Linked DNA regions of Mus musculus: region 1 is linked to region 2. Evidence: chromatin contacts called from public HiChIP or PLAC-seq data. All regions are on one chromosome and are shown on one strand. The core of a region is the stretch at or near the end of the contact, and the rest is flanking DNA. Distances in the headings are between cores, read along the strand shown.

Region 1 (6,720 bases), core at 131-2,630, 550 kb after region 2:
GCCCGCAGGCTCCATGGAAACTGACGCAAGGAGAAAGCAATGTTCCTAGGGATGGCTTGCACAGTTCCTGTGACTGCCTAGCAGTGACTTACCCTGCTTCCCCGTTTGAAAGCTTAGAATGCCACAAGGGGGGTTATTTTTATTTCTCATTAGCTCAGCTTGGGGGAGGGGGGGAGTAGCAACAGGAAATTTCTCTTTACTGAAAGTTTACAAATGTTTACAATGTAACAGCATTCAGGGAAGTTAAGGCAAGTCATAGTTGGTGGCAAAAAAAAAAAAAAAAAAGAGTTATTTCTAGCCATGGCTAATTGTAACGCCTTTAACCCCAACACTCAGTTTAAAAGGGGAAACGGGAAGAGGCTAGTTACTATTCCTTCAGAGTGAACTCTGCTGGACATGCAGGTTTGGCAATGCCTAACTGCTTTTCTAACCAACGAAAGCAGGGTAAAAAATACATTTAAAATATTAAACTTAGCCAGGCAATAGGGGCAAACACCCTTAATCCCAGCATTTGGGAGACAGAGGCAGGTTGGAGGTCAGCCTGGTCTATGGAGTGAGTTCTAGTAGAGCCAGCGCTACACAGAGAAACCCTGTCTCAAAAACAACAAAGGAGTCATTTCTAAAGTGTCGCTAGCTATACTGTTAGAAGCCTAGAGACAAACCTGTTCCCTAGTGAGAACCACCATTGCATAAAGTGAGTCAGCTAAGATAATGCGCGTGCGCACACACACACACACACACGAACACGCGTGCACACACACACACAAACACACGCACACACACACACCACCACCCACCCACCCACCCACCACAATTTCCCAGCAACTGAGTTCCCTTCCAAGCATAGAAATCTACCAATATAATGAAGATCATTTTCTTCAGAACCATGGGCATACAGATTAGAATTCCAGCCTTACCAAGTGTCACAGCCAGTGTCACAGGCAAATTGCTTAACCTGTCTACTTCGGCTTCCTCACTTTAAAAAGGATTCTAAAACTCCTGTCCTTGGGGGTCACTGTCAGAATACATTGAGATAACACGTACAGGCTTCTTGGTGCCAAATAGGTGTCCAGAGGTAACATTTGGGTTGACCAGATAGCTAAGCAGGAAAAGGTGCTTGCCAGCAAGCCAGGCAGCCTGAGTTCTATCCGGAGAAAGCGAGAACCCAAAGCTACAAGCTGTCCTCTGACTTCAACATGTGCTCTGGCACAAACACACATACAAAATAAACTAATAAATGCTTTTAAAACAAAGTAACATTCTTACTGCCTTACTCCTTTATCAAAAAATGTAGGAGTTACCCTTGGATGTTTTATTGTTTTAAAAGAAAAACGTTTACAATGTAGCAAGTCCAAGTGGGACACAGTTGCTAGCCTTGCATAACTGCAGTTTAATTTACAACCACATTTTCACAGTGAATTCCCATGTGCTTAAATCATAATTCTATATAGTCCTTGCTATCTATTACACATTTCCTTTCCGGTGTGTGTGTGTGTGTGTGTGTGTGTGTGTGTGTGTGTGTGTGTGTACAGATTCATGCTTTTGTGCATGTATGTGCATATGTGGGTCAAAAATGGGGTCCCCAAGTGGGGAGTTTGACTGCATGCACCCCCACCGCACCACCAGGTGGGCATCTGGCTGTGAGAAGCCATAGAACCCCACTCCAGGGGTGGGAAACGCACAGTCTGAGGTTCCCTGCTGTGTGCCTCAGAAGAGCCAGTTCTGGCACAGAGGCCAGAGATGTCAGGTTCTCAGCCTTGGACATCTCAGATGCCACTGGACGTCATGGAAGAGCTGAGAACAGAGTAGGGCCCGAGGATGGACTCTGGCCCGGGCTGAAGGTAGAAGGGCAGGGAGGAGAGAGCTCCGGCTGGTTACCGCAGGGATGAGACTCCTTGTCTTGCCTGGCAGCTTGTTCTGCAAATGGCTTGGATGTTGGCTGGAGCGCAGAGAGGCCTCCTGGACAGAGGTTAGCGCTCGTTAGGGAAAGACCTGCTCCATTGCTCCAGCGTGGCCGATCCCAATGAGCAGAGGCAGTCCATGGTTTTAAGGCATTTGTTGTAAAAAAGCAGGGAGAGAGAGAGGGGAGGAGGGAGGGAGAAAAAGAGAGAGAGAAGAGAAGTAGAGGTCAGCCATGGCCGTCGCGTGGAGAGAGGGAGTAAGGAAAGGAGGAGAAAGGGAGAGCAAGGGAACAAGAATAAGAGAAAGAGAATAAGAGAAAGAGGAGGGGCAAATAGCCCCTTTTATAGTGGGCCCAGTCTACCTGTCTGTTGCCAGGTAACTGTGGGGGTGGAGTTTGGACAGAATACTAGGAACTTGGGGCATTGCCTATATGACTGATGGCCACACACTTCTCTGCTGGGAGCAGGGGGTAGGGATGGGGGCAGCTGTGGGAGGCTGTAGCTGTGACCGGAGCCAGGGCCCCAGGAGGTGTGGCCGAACACCTGCGGTTCCTTAGGGTCACCGGGGGTTCAAGGCTTATGCTCAACTGGGGACCAGGCTCTCTGTGCACAGCTCACTGCCCCACAGAAACTCATGGAGTAACTCTACATTCCAAGAGAAAATGCAGCAGTTGTGTCAAATAGGCAAGCCCCAACGTCTTTGGGTAAATATTCCTTTCCATATGGAATCAATTTGCTAAACAGCCCCAAGACCGGCTCTAGAGGCTCAGTGCTAGAGGACAGCTGTAACTTGAAACCTGCAAACGCACCATAAATTACAGATTTAAAATATGAAACTGGCTGAGGTGATTTAGCATCCTAAGCTCAGTGCTCCACCATCCTCAGAGCCTGGCCTCACTCAAGGTGAGCACTTCACTGGGGCTATTTCTTCTTCTAGAGGTCAATGGCAGAGATCGGGGTTTGCTAACTGCTCTGGTGACACAAAATATCGATATCTTGGCACAAGAAAATACACTTTGGTTCCCATCATGGTGATGCTGATTGGTGAGGTGTATCTGCTCTCTGACAATCTCTCTTCAGTTAGGGTCTCGGGCTTTGCCCTTGTGGGGAACAGCCCTGTCATCCTCCACACTCAGTGAGATGAGAAGGGGACCAGGCTTCAAGGGAGTCTTTGTGCCCTCTGTCCATTTTCCAATGGTTACAACTCAGTTCCATGATTGACCCAGGTGTAGAACACTTAGAACGTGGTCTGATTGTATGGCCTGGGAGAACAGGAAATATCCTAGGAACATGGGGAGAGATTCCCCGTAGCCTTTACACCAGAAGGTGGTTTGGGAGATAGAGTAAGATAATAGCTGTAAGAACTCTGATGAGTTTCTGGATCAATAAATATTCTGGGGTGACCAGATCAAGGATTGTCACCTGTACTCAGCTCATCTGATAGGCAGGGCAGGCCTATTGCCTGTCTTCACGCTGTCTGCAGGAATAGCAATAAAAGAGAAATTCCATAGCTTTTCTGTGCCTTGGCCTTTCCTCGGAAATCCTAAACTCAGTTCACTTTGAATGTTTTCATGCAGGTGAGAGGTGTGATCAGGGAGAAACCATCCCTCCCTTCGTACTCCCAAATACCACTGTTTCTTGAGGGCAGGCACCCTTGCCCAGCATAAAATCACCTGCCGCAGGCCATCCCTTATCTGTATGACCTTCGTTTCTCAGAGGCTGAGCTGCAGCAGACAGACTCAGCTAGCCCCGTTCTCCAAGAAGTCCCTCCCAACAATGTAAATCAGATCATTCCAACATCCACTTGAAACCACCACTGTGTTTCCGCTAATGTGAAATAAAATCCCAATGGTTTATGCAGGACTAGCATTCCCACTGGCCTTCTGGGATTTCATCTCTCCTCTTCTCTAGTTCATTCACTCATTCATTCATTCATTCATTCATTCATCCCACAGCTATGCATACAGTCTCTGTTCTAGGCACTGGGACCTCAGCAGTCACACAGTGTGCAGGACATGGCGGGGCTTGTGTTCTTCCATTATTGCTGTCTTTGTGCATATTCTCAGCTACATGGCTTGGTGCTGCTGTGCCTCTTCCTTCAATCTGTCTCATGAAAGCCTGTTTTAGAATAGACCTTGCTCCCTTGGTTATACTCTGTGTGACCACTGCCAATCAGGGAAATCCCCTGACTCCTTCATGTGTATGTATTGTCTGTCTTCCTTTATTTTCCCACAGCTCAACCCCATGAGGGCAGGCATCTTGATTCTTATACTCACTTTCCTATCCTCAGCACCTATTAACTTGGCAGAAGGTTAATCATCAATTATCCCTTGACCAAACCATTTAATGAATGAATGGTAACAAACTAACAGCAGTGGGTGTGTTCTCCGAAGAATGTATCTTGTTTCCTCTTGGGAACCCTGTTCATCTCTGTCCCCTCTGATCATTATATTTCAGGGGATGACGCCACTCCATTGGGCAGCTTTCCACAACCGGCCTCAACACACCCAAATGCTGTTGAAGAAGGGGGCAGACCCCACCCTTGTGGACAAGGATTTTAAAACAGCCCTCCACTGGGCAGTCCAGGTAAGAAAGCAGGCTGTGAGCTTGTCTCGGCTTTAAATGATGTAAAGCCATGTTAACTAATTTCTGCACGGGTCATCCACAAAAGTGGGAACTATCCCACATGGTCGTCCTGGTATTTATCTGAAATTAATATGATAGATCAAGGAGGACTGTCTCTACTCCTTTTCCCTCCTCCTACATGCAGAAAGACAACAGCAAGTCACACACGTGCGCGCGCGCACACACACACACACTCACAAACCTGCAATGTTGTCCCCTACATTCAATGCTTACGATTGACTTCCAGAAACCCTCAGAGAATTGCCAGGCAAATTCCTTCAGTCTTTGGACCAGAGATCACCGACTTTCTTCCATCCCACCCCTATACAGCCAAGCCACTGCAGATGACCCTGACTTTTGTACTGAACAGCAGAAGACAATGAGTCACACTCCTGCATCACTGTCACGGGAGTTGAGCCACCCCAGTCCACATGGCCACAAATAGCAACCTGGGCCTGCGGACTCTACAGTCCAAAGAAAGTCAAACAGACGAGACAAGAGAGTAAAGACAGCTAATAGTTCTGAAGTCTATCCTGCTGAGCAGTTAGACCTATTCAAACGCTCAAGGAGAGCTTTCGGGTGCTTCCTTCAGCAACCTTGGCTTCCCAACCCCTGCTCTTCCCTGCCATTGGCCAGTCAGGGTGGCCTTGTAAGTCATCTCTGCTACCCAGCTATAGTTTCACTTGGTGTTTTCATGGTGGCAGGGTAGCACCTGCGAGTTTCAGGACTCACACGTGTGCCTGAGGTAAGGGGGAAAACAAGCGATTTGGAAACTGCTCTGGGTTTGTGCCTCTAAACTTGGCTTCAGTCACAGGGCACTGGACCCCAGCCCTGGGCCACTTTACAAAGTCAGCAGGGCTTGTTTTTGTCATGCCCACCTGCCCTGGTGTGCACCTACATACTTTCATTATCTAATCATACGCCCTGCCCCGTCCCTGCCAGCTCCGTGTGGGGGCACTTAGAAATTGCCTCTGGCTGGTTAGAGGTCACCGCTGTAGCCCAAGCAATCTGGGTCAGCACCCAAGCAGCTCCCTGTGCACGTTGGTTCTGAGCTTAGGTGAAGACGGTACCTGAGAATCAAGCGTTTTCTACATATTTACCCTCGATACACTTGCACTCTGATTCCTGCCTTTGGACGGTGTGCCCTTTGGGAAATCTCCCCCTGAGTAATTCTGACAAGCATGCATTATGTGCCCGCTTCCTCCATCCCAGCCTGTAAAGGAACTTTAATCCAGCAATATGGCTGCTCTGGCAAGTGATGTCTTCTTTGAGGGACAGACAAAGTGACAAATCAGAGAAAGATTTGACAGAATGAGTCAGAGTTAGGATACGCCCAACTCTCCTGAGAATGGGAAAGAGAGGCTACTTAAAGGGGGGGGGGGAGTTCAGTCAGCTCAGTTGAGTTCATTGCAGAGCAGCCCAGTTCGTGGAGTTCACGGGCAGTCTTTCCAACAGAGTAGTTCAGTCAGAAGCCAGAGAAGCCAATTTGAATCTGTCGTCCTGGAGAGAAGTGTGAGCCAGAACAGCTGAACTGAACCAGCCAGCCAGAGTTCAGAAGGAACTAGAAAGAGTGGTTTCTTCAGCAGCAAGTCTCAGAGGCTGAAACACTCTAGGTCTAGGTGAGCAGATGGAGGCTGGAAGCTGAAGCCTTCAAGGTCTGGGCTTGCAGAATGCTAGACTGTACGGCTAGCAGCTTCCAGGCCTAGGCCTAGGGATAGCTAGAAAGGCTCTGGGCTCAGCCAGGTAGCCATAAAGCCTGGGTGTGGCTCTCATCTCTCAATTTATTTGAGGAAATAAAAGTAACATTTACATTTACACCAACCACGGGTGAGCACCTAAATTAGCCCTTGCAATGGAATGAGCTCAATGGCAGAATCCTGGACTCCATCCCAGACCATTTGAGTCTGGCCCTCTGGAGATGAAGCCTCTGCTCCCATCCTCTAGGAGACAAGAACACTGACCTGCATTATAACAGCCCGCTCTCAAAGTAATCAGGGCACACTTCTCAGAACTACAGGAATTACCTCCTAAGAATGAACATCCATGCCCCACCACCCCGATCGACTTGCCTCTTCAACAGTCAACTGCTCAATACTATTACACTGGGGGATAGAGGGCCAAGGAGATGGCTCAGATGGCAAAATGGTTGTTGTGCTGTGCAAGCCTGAGGAGCTGAGGAGAAACCCTCAACACC
Region 2 (6,589 bases), core at 2,115-4,614:
AATAAGACAACGCAACACGAGGAACACAGGCTGAAAACGTGCACCTTCCCTTAAGACTTGGTCTTGTCTGGGTACCCTCTCCATAGTTAGAAACTCAAAGATCATCTCCTTTGCAGGGATGGCAGAGGACTGAGTTCAGAGACACTAAGGGCTTTTAATGATCAAAGATGCCCCCTGAACACTCGGCAGACAGGCAGGCGCAGGCATAAACTTACTTCAGTAGTGGAACAAGTATCAATAAGAGAATAAATGACCTGAGCTCTATTTAGGCAGAACTTTACACGGGCTGCTGGTCTTAGATATTATCTTCAGGTCAACAAGTTAAGAGGCTTGACCAACAACTCAAACATACCAAAAGGGGAAATACTGGTCTGAAATGAATTTAAAATGAAAACTGCTGGAAGAGAAAACTAGCTCTCTTGGGGTAGCCTAAGCTATGCTGGGGCTAGTTCATTAAGTGACTTTCCAAACGCCTGAGGGAGCAGGACGCTCCTTGTGTGTGTGTGTGTGTGTGTGTGTGTGTGTGTGTGTGTGTATGTGTGTGTGTGTATGTATGTGTGTGTGTGTGTGTGTATGTGTGTGTGTATGCGTGTGTGTGTGTGTGTCTCTCTGTGTGTGTATGTATGTGTGTGTGTGTATGTATGTGTGTGTGTGTGTATGTATGTGTGTGTGTGTGTGTGTATGTGTGTGTATGTGTGTCTCTCTGTGTGTGTGTATGTGTGTGTGTGTATGTGTGTGTGTGTGTGTGTGTGCGCGCGCGCGCACAGGTCACTGGGTTATGGGCAGAGGGACGGTTCAGGCTCGGAGCTACCGCTCTTTCCTTTCCCACCCAGCCTCCTGAATTATTCCCATCTGTGACACCAGAGTGAGCCGCATGAGAGTCAGAGTTTGGACAAGCTCTCAGAGCAAGGTAAAGCGCTCCACAGGTGCTAACAATTACCTTTAATGACTGCATACACCCACACATCTCTCATTCTGCTGGCGAAAAACCCCAAAACCAACCAACCAACAAACCAACCAAAAAAAAAACCAAAACAATTCCACAAAACCTTGAGTGTGTAATAAGGAAATTTAACCACATTTGGAGTCTAGTTTCTTGCACATCACAGTAGACACATTTAAATCTAAAACTGTGTTTAGTTTTTACAGGTCTGAGCGAGTCGCCCACGTGTAGGTGTGGGAACATCTGTGGCCTGTGCACATTCGGAAGCTCGGGGGCCTCCTGGGTTGGTCCTCACCTTCTACCTCACTTGAGACTGGGTCTGATCTTTTTGTCACAAGCAGAAAACAGATTTGGAGGCCCAAGGGCTTCTGGGGAGAGTTCTTCCTCTCTTCTCTCAAGGTCTAATTCCCTGGAAAGAGGGTTCCGAGTTGAAGTTCACTGGCTCTGGGGACTGCTCTCCATCTCCCAGCTCTCTCTCCTGCTCCAGCCTGAAAGGAGTGCCTATGGCTGCTTCCACACCCAGGGCTGCGGCTGCTCAATGCCCTCCTGAGCATGGCTTGTTTATGGGGACCGTTGTGAGGGATCTGAACCCCCGGGCATGTGCTTCAGCCTGGGCTACGCAGGTACCACGCAACCTCACTTTCCCTATTTTGATCCCAGCACTTGGGAGGCAGAGGCAGGCGGATTTCTGAGTTCGAGGCCAGCCTGCTCTACAGGGTGAGTTCCAGGACAGCCAGGGCTATACAGAGAAATCCTGTCTCGAAAAACAAAAACAAAAACAAAAACGAAAAAAAAAAAGAGAGAGAGAAAACCTCCAAAATAGTCCTGTGTGTTTGGAGCCAATGAAAGCCACAGGGCTAGAAGGCCTATCCCTCAGGTCCAGGTAGAGATCCCAGGTGACAGAAGCCTGTGAGAGAGGCCAGCCTCTGCAGTGATCGCATTCTCTGAACTCAGTTCACAGTGAATCAAAGAAACTCAAGAAGAGACAAGAAGGCGAGACTCAAGAAGGCACAAATTAAGAGTGGCAAGTGATGAGATTTCTGAAACAATTTTAATTATTTAAAGAAAGAGCATTTTATATGTATAAAAAGATTTGGACTTAATGACTACCTAAGTATTGGTGAAAGAATGAATCAATATTTAAAGCAGATTCCTAAGCTGAGACCCTTTAAAAATCATGCAAATCTGAGCATCGATGCTTCTTATTAATACACTTAAACAAACAAAAAAACCAAACAGCAAACAAACAGAAGATTAGCATTACATTAGCATCAAAATCAGAAAAAAAATCAGCAGCCAACAGTGCAAAATTTTCTGGCTTTGGGCTAGTTTTGTGATTTAAAACATTTCTGATTATTATAAAATTAACTCATGTGCTCTAAATACACACAAAAAGAAATAGCTGGGGCAGAGGGAACCCAATGAACAAGGACAGAGAGTTTAAGGTAGGTAATCACAAGCATTAAAAGACAGAACCAACCAGCCGGGCAGGGGTGCTGCAGGCCTGTAACACAGCTCCTCAGGTTGTGGGACCCCAGCCATAAACTTGTATTTTGCTGTTACTTCACACCTGTAATCTTGCTACTGTTATGAACTGTAAATATCTGATATACAGATGGTATTAGTTGACCCCTGTAAAAGGATCTCTAGAGGGTTTCAGGCACCTCAGGGTGGCCTTGAACTTCTGGTCCTTAGGCCTCCACCTCCTGAACAGCCAGGGTGCAGGCTAGGCCCCTAGGTGTCCAGGTGTGGTGCTAGGGATGGAACCAGAGCTTCAGGAAGACTAGAACAGTACCAACTGAACTACATCCCCAGCCCTGGATACGAGGTTTCTGCTAACTCACTTGCATGGATTAAGATCTGGGACATCTAGCATTTTTGGGGGGACAGGGGGACCCATCAACATGTATACAGTATTATACTGTACAATAAAATGCCAGATGCATTTCTTACCAAGTTGCTGGATTCAGAGAGAAGCTGACTTCAGATGCTAATGACTTTGTATCAACAAAACTTGGCCCAGGAAGGAGGTAGAATAGAAAGTAACAAGTTCTTCAGCTTAGCCTTTTCTCTCCGACGCCAAATCTTTTGGGCCTATGCCCACGAGGGGAGGTTCTCTTCCCAGGTCTTTGGCGCTGTTGTCAGAGGTCTCCTAGCAAACCCTCTCGGGATGGAGGAGGAGTGGCTCACTCTCCACTTTGGAGACTGCAGGAGAGGCCCAAGTGTGCGCTGTGCAGATTGACAGTCCAGCTGCCTCATCCCCTAGCGACAGAACCTACAGCCAGTCATCACAGTCTGACACAAAGGTTCAGAATGGTGCCTCGGGAATCAATCTGTAACAAATGTTCTGCCCTTCACCCAGCCTGGTCTGGAAATCACGTGCTGGGAACGTACAGTGAGGCCCCAGCCACCTATCTCTATATCTGATGGCAACATTGCAACACTGAGGGGCGGGCTTGCAGAAGCAGGAAGTCTCAAGTGTTCTTCACCACCAATCTGAGACAAACAGCAATTCCTGCTAAGGTCCCACTGCTCAGCAGTGGGTTATGAGCAGCCTCAATGTCTCTGTGTGTGTGTGTGTGTGTGTGTGTGTGTGTACACAGGATCTCTCACTATGTCCCTCAGGCTAGCCTGGAACACTCTCTCCCCTTCAGCCTCCTGAGCACTGAGATTACAGGTGTATGTGGCCATGTGTTACCTTCCACTGCTTCTCTTTATAGTACTTTAAGCTTCTCTTCACGGGTGATAAACAGTTTGAAACCGCAAGAGTTTATTAAAAAACAAACAAACAAACAAACTTTCAATAAATTTAGCCACAAAAAATAACTTTCAAAATTAAATTTCAGAAAGGAACAAGAATTTGAAGGACGACCTGGGGTCAGGAAAACAAACACTAAACTTCACAGAGCTGAGAGCGCTGGTCAGCTACAGTGCCTGCAGCGCACCAGGAAGTGGGTCAGGACTCTCAGAGGAGGAGGAGTCTTGCCTGAGCTGGGCGGGGACAGTCTGAGTCTGAAAGCTGTGGCTCAGAGTGGCCTCAGGGGCTCCCTGCCACTCCTTCCTGGGTCTGTTGCACGTGAGCAGCACAGAGCAGGGGTTTCCAGGACCTCAGCCTGCCACCAGACTAACAGCTATTTCACCCCACATTGCAGAATCGAAAAGCTACACTTTTCCATTCCCCCCCCCCGCCCCGTGGAAAAAAAACTTACAAAATAGTAAGGAGAAATGAATTTCTAACAAGATGATCACTATGTGCACAGATGGCCTTTGCTAAAAACAAGAGCGGCTAAGTACAAGCCTTTGCAGTTATGGGCAGTGGCTGGCATCAAAGTTAATGAGAGACGTTTAAAAGGGATCTTGTCTCACGATCACCCACTCCATTTTGGAGCTCAGAGATATGAAGCGGAGACTCCAGAGTGGTATTCATTCCCAGGGGCCTGATGGCAATAGGTGGCTGGCAGGTCTGGCTCCCAGCTCAGAAACTCCTCCTTTGAGCCTGCTGACCCACTTCCTGGTGCAGCGTGGTTACCCGTCCAGCTACAAAGGCTTTTTATTTAGTTCTAAGCACTGAGACCTAAGGATCGGTCCGTGGAACAAAACCCAGGTGGAGATCTCTGTCTAGCTCTCCAGCTGGCCAGAGCCAGGGACCTTATCCTAGGTGTCTGAGCCTCATCTGCACCCTCTCTCCATTCAGGTGGGGCTGCCTGAGCTACCCAGGACAGATTTCTAATCACGCTGACATTGACTTCTGGGCCTCTGTACTTTCCACCCTCTTAGCCAATGGATTCTCTTGAGAGCCTCTTGTGAGTGTCCCACTCTTAAGAATGCTTCAGGGCTTAGTGGCATGTCCCCGAGCCAGGCAGATATTCGCAGCACACTCTCAGGGACACACTATAGGACAGCTGACACTCAAGGTTACTGAAGGGATGGTGTCCCGTACTCAAGAGTGGTGACTCACACGGGTCACTCATGCTATCACACTCACTACACTGCCCTTCCTTCTGTTCCTCTAAGACCGCTGCCCCAGGCTCATGGAGAGGGGCTGTGGGGGCCTGGCAGCTGACACAAGCCTGCCACAGACGTGCTCATGCCCAGCCAGGCTCTCTGCTTGAAGCATTTGAACCTCTTGGTCTGACCCGTGATGGCCTTGGATTAGTCTCAAGGGCAGTCTCGGCTTGGTACCAACATTTTCCCCTGCCAGCGCACGTCTGAAACGTTAACACCGGTGAGTTAGAACACTTGATTCATTTTACAGCGTGTGCTTCAGACACCGCTCTGTCTGTTGGTGCTGCTGCGCTGAAAGGCATGAGCACACACTCAGCGAGCACACACTCAGCGAGCACACACTCAGCGAGCGACAAAGAGAAGACGAAGACGCTTTAAGAGCAGTGACTATAGAGAACTTCTAAACCAAGGAGTTGGGCAGTGTTTACAGCTCAGGGCTGACTTCCACAAATAGACACATGTATTTTTAGTAGAATACCAATAATTCTTTATTTCAAAGAATAAAAACATACAAAAAATAGTTCACTGAGGAGTCAGAGTGAGCCCTTCAGACAGGAGCGTTAAACAGTGGCCATGGAAGGGTTCAGGTGTTCTGTTTCTGTGTCTATGGGGGAGGTGGCATTTGGGGATGACAGGAGGCTGCATCCCAGAGCATCTAAACTGCATTAGGGAGACTGCACTTCATGTTAAGGATGGAGAAAAGTCTGAGAGGGCAAGGACCCTTGGGGGAGAAGGGCAGGCCAGCTCAGGGTGAGTGAGGCTGACAGGGTGGAAGAGAGAGAGCAGAGCCCATAGGGAGATGGTGCCAGCATATATACCCAGGAAGGCATCCTGAAGGCCATGGAGGCTCTCCTGTGAGGGCAGAGCACAAGGAGTAATGACAGCCACCTTCTGCCCTGCCTGGGAGACCTCCTCAGGTGACAGCTGGATATAGAGAGCCATCACTGGAGGAGGGCACTCTCACGGCTGAGTCAGCAGAGACTCTTGTTTCTGGGCGCCCATTGGCTTTCTTTTTCTCCAGCACAGAGCTTGAAATGTGGTGAATTGGGGATGTAGGATTCTCACCCCCGCCTCAAGAACGAAAAGATCAAGCTAAAGACATGCAAGTTCAAGTGGGAAATTTTCTTTTACCCACCAGCTTGACAAAAATGGAAGATGAAACACAACTGTGGCAATATACCATGTTAGTAAGGCTGGCAAAATGGTCACTGTCCCCTACTATGGCATGGATGTAAACTGACACGAGGTTTCACAGGACAATCTGGCTGTGTTATTATATTTTAAAATACACATTCCCTTTCATACAACAATTTATGCCAGCATATTTATTTTACGAAGCCAAGAGCATAAGTGTATGTATATATATGTATATATGTGTATGTATGTATATACACATATAGGTGTCTATCTTTAGATATTTATATTGTTTTGAATTGTCAAATTAAGCTTTAGTGACATATATATGTATATATGTCATTTATTATTTTATTGATGAAGTTTACTTCATCACTGTAATATAAACGGCAGAGAGGTGTATACTTAGTATACTAAATAATAAAATGTATAATTTCAGAGTAAGCCAGGTGTGGTGGCACTTGTCCTGGCACTGGGAAGCAGACGCAGAGGGACACAGTTGGGCAG

The links. HiChIP or PLAC-seq counts read pairs in DNA pulled down with a chosen protein or histone mark.
Region 1: a contact with region 2 is called in an H3K27ac HiChIP or PLAC-seq map of microglia, with 9 times the contacts expected there. The contact joins two enhancer-like sites. A contact is called at or near these places in 1 of 484 Hi-C or Micro-C datasets (Sertoli cells), 7 of 115 datasets of contacts at active chromatin or transcription factors (astrocytes, bone marrow-derived macrophages, embryonic forebrain and 3 more) and 1 of 9 other capture datasets (embryonic stem cells).

Annotation. Positions count from the first base shown.
Region 1 is chr13:112,344,376-112,351,095 of GRCm38.p6, forward strand. Ankrd55 (ankyrin repeat domain 55) reads left to right here. Exons shown (of 11, transcript NM_029898.3): 6 at 4,359-4,487. Among named protein-coding and RNA genes, the nearest start is that of Gm41065, 8.1 kb to the right of the region's middle. Within about 2 kb of position 1,381, at least 72 of the 459 cell types and tissues checked have an H3K27ac peak or open chromatin away from gene starts, as enhancers often do. A contact at or near this core is called in Sertoli cells, bone marrow-derived macrophages and microglia, where this site is marked.
Region 2 is chr13:111,793,262-111,799,850 of GRCm38.p6, forward strand. All of the region lies in intron 1 of Map3k1 (mitogen-activated protein kinase kinase kinase 1), which reads right to left. Among named protein-coding and RNA genes, the nearest start is that of Map3k1, 12 kb to the right of the region's middle. Within about 2 kb of position 3,365, at least 305 of the 459 cell types and tissues checked have an H3K27ac peak or open chromatin away from gene starts, as enhancers often do. A contact at or near this core is called in Sertoli cells, bone marrow-derived macrophages and microglia, where this site is marked.